Linked DNA regions of Sus scrofa: region 1 is linked to region 2. The links are chromatin contacts, called in public Hi-C maps. All regions are on one chromosome and are shown on one strand. The core of a region is the stretch at or near the end of the contact, and the rest is flanking DNA. Distances in the headings are between cores, read along the strand shown. Region 1 has its middle 28 kb from the start of PC. Region 2 overlaps LOC100514211 (a long non-coding RNA gene).

Region 1 (4,551 bases), core at 1,080-3,579, 51 kb after region 2:
ATTTCTCAGACCAGGGATTGAACCTGGGCCACACAGATAGAAGCACCAAATCCTAACCATTAGACCACCAGGGAACTCCCTCGTTTGGAGGTTTTTTTGGTTTGTTTGTTTGTTTTGTCTTTTTAGGGCTGCACCCGCAGCATATGGAAGTTCCCAGGCTCGGGGGCTCATCAGGGCTTTAACTGTGGATGACCTACGCCACAGCCACAGCCACACCAGATCCTAACCCACTGAGCGAGGCCAGGGATTGAGGCCAGGGATTGAACCTGAGTCCTCATGGATACTAGTTAGGTTGGGTATCACCGAGCCACAAGGGGAACTCCTCTTTTGGAGTCTTCATGGAGGTTCAGCTACATGGGTGTGACAGGCCGTTGGGTTGGCGTGTAACTCAGTCTCCAATCCCTCCCCTCCACATGGGAGGGGGAGGTTGGTCTGAAAGTGCCAGACTTCTAGCCACATGGTTGGCTCCTCTGGCAGCCTGCCCCATCCTGAAGCTACCTAGGGCCCCACGGGGAGTCACCTCATTAGCATAACCCCAGGTGTGATGGAAAGGGGCTCATTTTGAATGAGAAAAGTTGCTCCTTTCTCCCTTAAGACTCAGGAAGTTCCAAGGGTTTTAGGAGCTCTCTGTCAGGACCCAGGGACCCGCCTCACTCAGTGGATCAAGGATCCAGCATTGCCCTGAGCTGGTGTAGGTGGCAGACTCAGCTCGGATCCCGGGCTGCTGTGGCTCTGGCGTAGGCTGGCAGCTGCAGCTCTATTTCAACCTCTAGCCTGGGAACTTCCATATGGTACAAGTGCGGCCCTACAAAAAGGGGGAAAAAAGAGGAAGGAAGTGAGGGACAATATTGTTAAATATAATTTTCAAGTTACAGCTCAATAGGGTTGTCAGGTGGGATCATATCCAGCTCATAAGTGTAGGAGAGGACCTGGCCTGTGCCTCGTCCCAGGCCTGGCACTTGACAGACAAGTGTAGCCATCATTCATGAGTGTTGTTTTTGTGGTTTCTGTAAGACGTGACCTCTTCCCACAGAGAAGGGTGGGTGGCGCTGAGCAGGCCTCCCGGGGGACTGAGAAAATGGGAACAGCAATCTGTCGTCCAAGGCTTTCCTCACTGATTTACTACCTTGGTCCTAAAACCCTGTTTTTCCAAAAGTCTACAGTTCCCTGCCGGGCTGCCCCTGCCTTCCTGGAGCACTTCCTCACTCCTCCACGTTGAGGAGGAAGCATCACGTTCAGTGAGCTCGCCCTGCTGTGGGGGAGCGGAAGGCGGGTCTGGGCACAGGAGAGCCTGCTGAGCAGGCCAAGGGCCTGCGTTGTCCGGTTGTCACTGGGTTGTCACTGCTGGAGCTCCTGGGGCCACCCCGCTGCTCTGCCCTCACAGGGCCGGCCCTGTGGGGACAAGGCCAGTGCCAGTCTGTGAGCCTCGGGTCATCTCTGCGGAACTTCACCCCCAGGGAGGTTTCTGCCCCACTCTGCTGGGCGTGAAGCTGGGCTCCCACCTCCACAGGCATCAGGACGGATGAGACAGTTAGCCCGGGGGGCGGGGGGGGAAGGCTGTGCTGGTGAGGAGATAGGATGCGGATGTGACGCTGATCGGGCTGGCCCAGGAGGAGGCCCTCACCCAGTGATGGAATGCCCCGGGGTGGCCGGGGCGGGCATGATGGTCAGGGAGGCACAGCTGGAGGTTGGCAGGCAGCAGGGAGAACCTACATAGGACGGCAGGTCTGAGATCTGCCCACAGGGGCTCCTGGGGAGCAGGGCCATCACGGAGGTGCCCCTTGGGAAGGTGGGCAGAATGGAATACGAGTGCTTTGGGCTTTGAGACCGTGGCCACGCTTCTTATCCTGAGTTTCCGTTTCCTTACTCACAGAGCTGGGGCCATACTACTCACCTTGCAAGGTTTTGGTGGTTAAATGAGAGAATGTGAGGCCCTTTGTGCAGTGGGTGGCACTCGGTGGCAAGCCCAGGCAAGAGGCATCTGTGCTCCTGAACTTTGCCAGGTGCCTGTGGTCACTGGGATGAAACCAGCAGGAGCGGGTGCCCAGGACCCCGTCGCTGGGAGGCCTCTGGCCAGTTTTGGTGCTCGAATTCCAGAGCAGGGTGAAAGGTCTGATCAGGGGGCCACAGAGGCACGTCTTCCTGGGGAGTCAAGTACAGCCACAGTCAAGGTCATGTCCTGTCTGGGTCGCTGTTTACTTTGCTCCTTCCAGGAACCAAGGCCATTTGTCACTGAATTCCCGTCCATCCCCTCGGTTCACGGACTCTGAGCGTTGGTGAGCAGTTCACCAGAGAACCAGGTTTTCTCAGTGAGGTTCCATAGCGCCGGCCTTTACAGGAATGTTTGGGGGCTGGGCGTTTGGCAGAATAGCAGTAAAGGCTGGCCAGGAATGGCTGACGTCACACTTTGATTCTGAGGAGCTGAATTCATCAGCCAAGGCAAACGAGGCTCCCAGCAGGGGAGGATGAGGGCCCCAGGGATGAGCAATGGAGGGAAGTCATTATTACATCCAGGCTTGAAGGGGTCGGGAGAGGAAATGGTGTTTCCTCCAGGCTCCAGGAAGGGTTGACAGTCCCAAGGCAGGACTGTGGCACCTAAGCCGGTAGAGCTGGGAAGCCTATAGCCCACGTTCTCTCTCCTCCTGCCCATGCCTCCAACAGCTGACCCTGCAGGACCCCAGCTGGTGAGGGAGCCAGGCGCCTGCATCCACAGGCCTCAGCTTCCCCGGTGCAGAGCAGAGAAGGGGGTGCGTGGAGAGTAACTAACCAGGAAAGGCTGGATCTGGGGGACTCTTGGACTCGGCAGGCGTGGCAAGAGGAGTGCGAGCCTGGTCGCTAAGGGTCGTACAGCTGCTGCTTGTTTGGAAAGGGCTCTGTCCAAATAAGAGTCAGTCACCAGCTTCAGATTTATCATCAAGGGCAATTAGGAAAGATAATGAAAGGCATACAGATTGGAGAGGAAGAAATAAAAGTATCTTTATTTGCTGCTGACGTGATCTTGTATAGGAAAATCTAAGGAATTCACTAAAAATCTATTAAAACTAATAAAGGAGGAGTTCCCATCGTAGTGCAGCAGAAATGAATCCAACTAGGAATCATGAGGTTGTGGGTTTGATCCCTGGCCTCCCTCAGTGGTCGATGATCCGGCGTTGCTGTGAGCTGTGGTGTAGGTCGCAGACATGGCTCGGATCCCGGGTTGCTGTGGCTGTGGTGTAGGCCTGAGCCTGTAGCTCTGATGAGACCTCTAGACTGGGAATCTTCATATGCTGCAGGTGTGGCCCTAAAAAGCAAAAAAAAAAAAAAAATCAACTGTATACAAGTAGCAGTGAACAATCTGGAAATGTACAATATCATCAAAAAGAATACTATGCCTAGGAATAAATTTAACAAAAGAAGTATAAAACTTACAAGAATATAAAACATTGTTCAAACTATTACATAGATACGCAGTGAGGTTCTGCTGTATAGCACGGGGAACTATATCCAATCGCTGTGACAAAATCTATGACATCTCATAGAAGATAATATGAGAAAAAGAATGCATATATATGTATAACTGGGTCAGTTTGCTGTACAGTAGGAATTGACAGAACGTTGTAAATCAACTATAATAAAAAATTAAAAAAAATTGTTGAAAAAAATGAAAGAGGAGTTCCCGTCGCGGCTCAGAGGAAACGAATCTGACTAGCATCTATGAGGATGCAGGTTCGATCCCTGGCCTTGCTTAGTGGGTTAGGGATTCGGCGTTGCCGTGAGCTGTGGTGTAGGTCATAGACACAGCTCGGATCTTACTTTGCTGTGACTGTGGCATAGGCCAGCTGCTACTGCTCCTAGCCTGGGAACCTCCATGTGCCTCGGGTATGGCCCTAAAAAGACAAAAAAGAAAAAAGAAAGAAAAGAAAAAAAATGAAAGAAAACCTAAATAAATAAATGGACTCTCTGTGTTCATGGATGAGAAGAGTTAATATTGTTCAGATAGCAGCACTCCTGATCTTGATCTACAGATACAATGCAGTACAGTATCCTTCACAATTTCAGCTGCCTTTAATTGCCGATGACAAGATGGTCCTAAAATTCCCCATGGAAATTCAAGGGAACAAGACAGCCAAAAGAATCTTGAAAAAGAACACACACACACACACACACACACACACACGGGAGTTCCCGTGGTGGCGCAGTGGTTAACGAATCCGACTAGGAACCATGAGGTTGAGGGTTCGATCCCTGCCCTTGCTCAGTGGGTTAAAGATCCGGCGTTGCCATGAGCTGTGGTGTAGGTCGCAGACGCGGCTCGGATCCCGCGTTGCTGTGGCTCTGGCGTAGGCTGGTGGCTACGGCTCCGATTCGACCCCTGGCCTGGGAACCTCCATATGCCGAGGGAGCGGCCCAAGAAATGGCAAAAAGACAAAAAAAAAAAAAAAAAAACAAACAAACCTCAGAGGACTCATGTTTTCTAATTTCAACACTTACTACAAATCTGCAGTAATCAGGACAGTGTGGTGCTGGCATAGGGACAGACATGCAGATCAATGCAAGGGAATTGAGGGCCCA
Region 2 (4,617 bases), core at 1,282-3,781:
CATTGACCAGTGGCTTGAGCTGACGGACAGGTGTGGCCTTTCAAAAACAAACAGGCTGTAAATGCTAAGTGGTCCCACACCACCAACTGGGCTCCGGTGGGTCCAGACACGGGGTGTGCGTGTGTGCGTGTGCGTGTGGTGGGGTCTCTGTAGGAGAGGATCTGAGGAAATAGATACACCAGCTTAATTTGTGTCAGGACAAATTAGAGCAAGACAGGAACCAGGAGCAGAGAATCAGAGGGGAGGTGGCTCCTGGAGGATTGGGAACAGCTCTGCAGAGAAAATGGGCCTGGGGCTGGCTGGAGGCTGGCAGGAAGACAAAGCCCCTCAGTTAAAGCAAGAACAGTTTCTAGAACTTCTTGTTCTTGTGTAGCTGGTGGCAGAAAAAGGTTTTCCTTAAATGCTCCCCACTAAGCACGTTGGCTGATGTCTGCGCGCATCCTCCGTACCAGGCATTCCAGACGCACCTGTGCCTTGAGTGGGTTACCTCCTTGGGGACCGTCCACATGGCGGGTCTTGTCATACCCTTGTCACAGTTGAAACAAGTTTTGAGTGGTTCTGGGATGGGGGGGCGGGGGAGGGCAGAGCAGCAAGCATGGAGCCCAGGCAGCTGGACGACAGAGCTGGGGTGCCCTCGGCGTGGCGCTGGCCTGGTCCCCCGCCCCCAGATGAGGGGCAGCAAAGCAGCAGTTCCTCTCTGGGTTCTTGGTCTGTGCCGGCCCCACCTGGGTTCTCTGGGGAATGCGTGGAGAGAAACAAGGGTAATGCTTTTCCTCTCTCTATTTAGGTAGCACCTGCCTTCCGAGAGCTGACAGAACGCTGAGGGTAAGTCCTGGGCCTGGATCCAGGTCAGTGGGATGCATGTGGGTCGCCTTCAGGAGCATCTGCTGTAGAGCTTAGCAGCCTGGCTCGTCAGTTCCGGAGCACAATAAATAAAAAAGGGCCAAGCTCTGATTTCTGGAAAATATAAGCCGTCTTTGTCTGTTCCCAACTCTCTTGCTTGTCTGGGTTTTCACGGGAAAGCAGTTGGCCAGCCTCAGCAGGAGGCCCTACTTCTGGAAGGGCCTCGCCTATAGGGGGTGAGGGCTGGGGCCCCCCCCCAGGTCCGCAAGAAGCATCTGCAGGGCAGGGCGGCCTCTGAGAAGACCCCTTGAGTCAGTGTGGAGAGCAGGCCGCTGGGCTCAGGAAGTGGCTCTGTCCACTGGCTGGGAGAGCACTTGACCCGCGTGCCAGACAGTGACGCTCAGCCTTGGGAGTCACGGTGACGAAGGGCTGAAGGCTGACTTGTCCCTCCTTCCCCGACATAGCTTGTTCTGTGTGCCACTGCTGCCCTGTAAACCTCCTGTGCTAAGGTCTCCCCTCGCACAGGAAACTCTGCTGATCGCGCTGAGCCCAGGGCATCTCAGCCTGAATGCCAAGCGAGGCGCTCGTGACCGGTGTCCACCCGAAGGTCCCGTCTGTCTCTGGCGGCTGGCTGGGGAGAGCGTCCCAGCTGGACATGATGCTGGCTCTGTCTCGTGTCCCGCCTGCATTTCAGACACTGATCCGCTCTTCCCTCCACCACAGGCAGGCCAGCTGCTACCCCCGGTTCACAGCCAGGTGCCCTGGGAACTGTGTGGCTCGGGGACAACTGCCCAGAGCTCAGGTCCAGTGCTCAGCATGAGGACTCCTTTGTTTGGGGATTTTTCTCGGGTGACCCCTCCGGAGCCAGAAGCCGTTTTCCTCTCCGAGATGTTCCATCGCCCTTGCTTGTCCCAGGTCTTGGGCCAGCAGTGGCCGTCTTCCACTCTGGGAGTGAGTCTGCTGGGAAAGGCGGGCCGAGTGTACGGCAGGTGGGGACGGTGGAGACAGCTCCGGACCTTTGACAGACCCCACCCTCCGCAAAGTTTCCACCTCCTGTCCGGGCTGATAGAGCTGAGCATTGCTCCTTTTCCTGGCATCCCTGTGAGGAGGAGAGGGGGCCACTGGCGGGAGGCTCCCCAAAGCAACTCTCTTGTGGAGCTGAGAAATGGGGGCCCAGGGAAGGCCAATTAGCAGCATCCAAGATTCTGATCCTCCCCCTTTTCCTCAGAGCATCATCTTTTATTGCATGTCTTCCCCAAATCCATCACTAGGAAGGGAAATTTAGTTGCCAGGAAGGGCCCCCTTCTCCGAGGTCGTCTAATTAGTTAAAGCATGTTTGGTTCCTCAGTCCTGAAGTCCCACTCAGTCCCTGGAGCTTTGCTTAGTTACGGTCACTAAGACTCTGCCATTGAAGGTCCCTGCCCTCCCCTGTCCTCCTTCTGTCTCCTTGGTGACCCTGGAGGGAGGTGGATGAAGCCTCTGGGTCAGCTCAACCCCACGGCCCCCGCCCCTCACCTCTTTTTCCTGATCTGCCTGCAGGCCAGAGAAGCAGGAGGGGGCTGGGATGCCAAGGCCGCTCGCGTACGTTTCCACCAGCTGTATGTGGAATGGGGCCAGACTCCACATGTGGCAGCTCCTCTCCTGACCGACATCCGTCCCCGCCTGAGGCCTCGGGAAAATTCCATGATGTGGCTGTGCTGAGTCATGCTTAGTGTCTGAGGATCCGTATGTCACCTTTCGCGTGTCTGTCACTGGTCAGCCCTGGGTCTGGGAAAGGCTGCAGCTTCCACAGCAGCCGTGATATCCTGCTGCTGATCCTTTCTGTTTACCCACTGCTGTGTGCCTCTCCCGAGTGCTTTGACTGCTGTGCCGTTTATCAGTATATCATTGATTAATATTAAATACTAAGTGGATTACTTATTCTGGAAAATATTCTTCTCATGAATGAAGAAACTGAGGTTTGGAGAGACTAAGTGACTTGGAGAATTTTGGGTGACTGGCGAGTGGCAAGTCTGGGTGAGATTTTTGATGATATCTCACTCCCACACACCCCCCCTTGTGGTTTCTTGTGTAATGCAAAGATTATTCAGAAGATACTTTGGTTGAAAAAAATGATTTTCAATTTGTTCAAGTTACAAACTCAAAAAAAAACTCACTCTTTAAGGGCTAGACTTTTCCATTTAGCTTTTAAGTATAGCCTACAAATCTTTTCTGTTCTTTTTTTTTTTTTTTCTCTTTTTGATTCTAGAAAATTTTAACAATCACTTTAAGGGGCCCTTTGGTTAATACTGATCCATTTGCAAGATTAACTCATTGGAAAATTCCAGATCGAGTTTATGAATGACGTTCAACTTCCTTTAATTAATACTTGCAAGTGTCTGATTAACAAAATCTTTAATACTTCAGTATTCCTGTAAATCTAATAATTTAAATGGACTCAGTTTTTCTTAAGCATTCCTGTGTTGTTTTATGTTTTATTATTGACGCAGCTTTATTGAGGTATTTTTGACAGAATAAACTGCACATATTTTAAGTGTATGCTTTATGTTTTGACATATGCATATACTTGTGAAATCATAACTGCAATTAGGACAGTGATTATCCCAAAGCATCCCCACGCCCCTGGGCAATCCCTCCCTCCCTCATGCCCCTTGGCAATTCCTCTTTGCCTCCCTCACCCACATGCAACCCTGAACTGTTTTCTGTTACTATAGATTAGGTTGCAATTTCTGGAATTTTCCAGAAGCGGAATCATGTAGTGTGCATTCCTTTTTGGTCTGGCTTCATTTACTCGGCATAATTATTTTGGAATTTGTCCATATTGTGTGTACCAATAGTTCCTTTCATTGCTGAGTAATATTCCATTAGCGGAAATTCCACAAGTTGTTTCTCCACTCACCTTTTGTTGGTCATTTTCGTTGTTTCCAGTTTTTGGCGATTCTAAATAAAGGTGCTCTGAGCCTCTGTGTACAGGTCTTTGTATGGGCATGTATTTCCTTTTCTCTTGGGCAAAGGTGTAAGAGCGGAGCGGCTGGATCGTGTGGTAGGTGTGTGTTTGACTTAAACTGCCCAGCCGTCTTCCAAAGTGGCTGCACCATTTTACATTCCCGCCCACCAGCAACGGATAAGAGTTCTGGTTTCTCCACATTCTCACCCACACTGGATATGACCAGTCTTTCATTTTAGCTGTTCTAAAAGGTGTGTAGTAGTATCTCATGGTGGTTTCAATTTGAATTTCCCTGGTGACCAATGATGTTGAGCATCTTTTCATATGCTTATTGGTCATCTGAAATACTGATTTTTTTTGCATTTTTTAAGGGCTATACCTGCAGCATATTGAAGTTCCCAGGCTAGGGGTCGAATCAGAGCTACAGCTGCCAGCCTACACCACAGCCACAGCAATGTGGGGATCCGAGCCATGTCTGCAACCTACACCACAGGTCACAGCAATGCCGGATCTTTAACCCACTGTGAGGCCAGGGATCAAACCCGCATCCTCAAGGACACTAGTCTGATTCACCTCTGCTGCGCCTCAACAGGAACTCCCTGAAATACTGATTTTAAACTTAGTCAAATTCCAACTTAAAAATCCCAAGCTTAAGAGTTTGCTTGTGGTTTAGCAGGTTAAGGATCCCGCATTGTCACTGCAGTGGCTCAGGTCACTGCTGTGGTGTGGGTTTGATCCTGGCCTCAGAACTTCCACATGCCATACCCATGGCCAAAAAAGTTTTTTCAAAAAAATCCGAGCTTAAACCAATTATTCATTTACTAACT

Evidence for each region. Hi-C and Micro-C count contacts between places; a contact is called where the count stands out from the background.
Region 1: a Hi-C map of liver shows a contact between it and region 2, with 3 times the contacts expected there. The contact joins two enhancer-like sites. A contact is called at or near these places in 1 of 5 promoter capture datasets (liver) and 9 of 47 Hi-C or Micro-C datasets (brain, embryonic fibroblasts, liver and 2 more).

Annotation. Positions count from the first base shown.
Region 1 is chr2:5,536,037-5,540,587 of Sscrofa11.1, forward strand. It overlaps the pseudogene LOC110259301. Among named protein-coding and RNA genes, the nearest start is that of PC, 28 kb to the right of the region's middle. Within about 2 kb of position 2,330, at least 23 of the 83 cell types and tissues checked have an H3K27ac peak or open chromatin away from gene starts, as enhancers often do. A contact at or near this core is called in liver, where this site is marked.
Region 2 is chr2:5,484,825-5,489,441 of Sscrofa11.1, forward strand. LOC100514211 (a long non-coding RNA gene) reads left to right here. Exons shown (of 4, transcript XR_001303139.2): 2 at 788-825; 3 at 1,567-1,832; 4 at 2,383-3,815. Among named protein-coding and RNA genes, the nearest start is that of C2H11orf86, 18 kb to the left of the region's middle. Within about 2 kb of position 2,532, at least 33 of the 83 cell types and tissues checked have an H3K27ac peak or open chromatin away from gene starts, as enhancers often do. A contact at or near this core is called in liver, where this site is marked.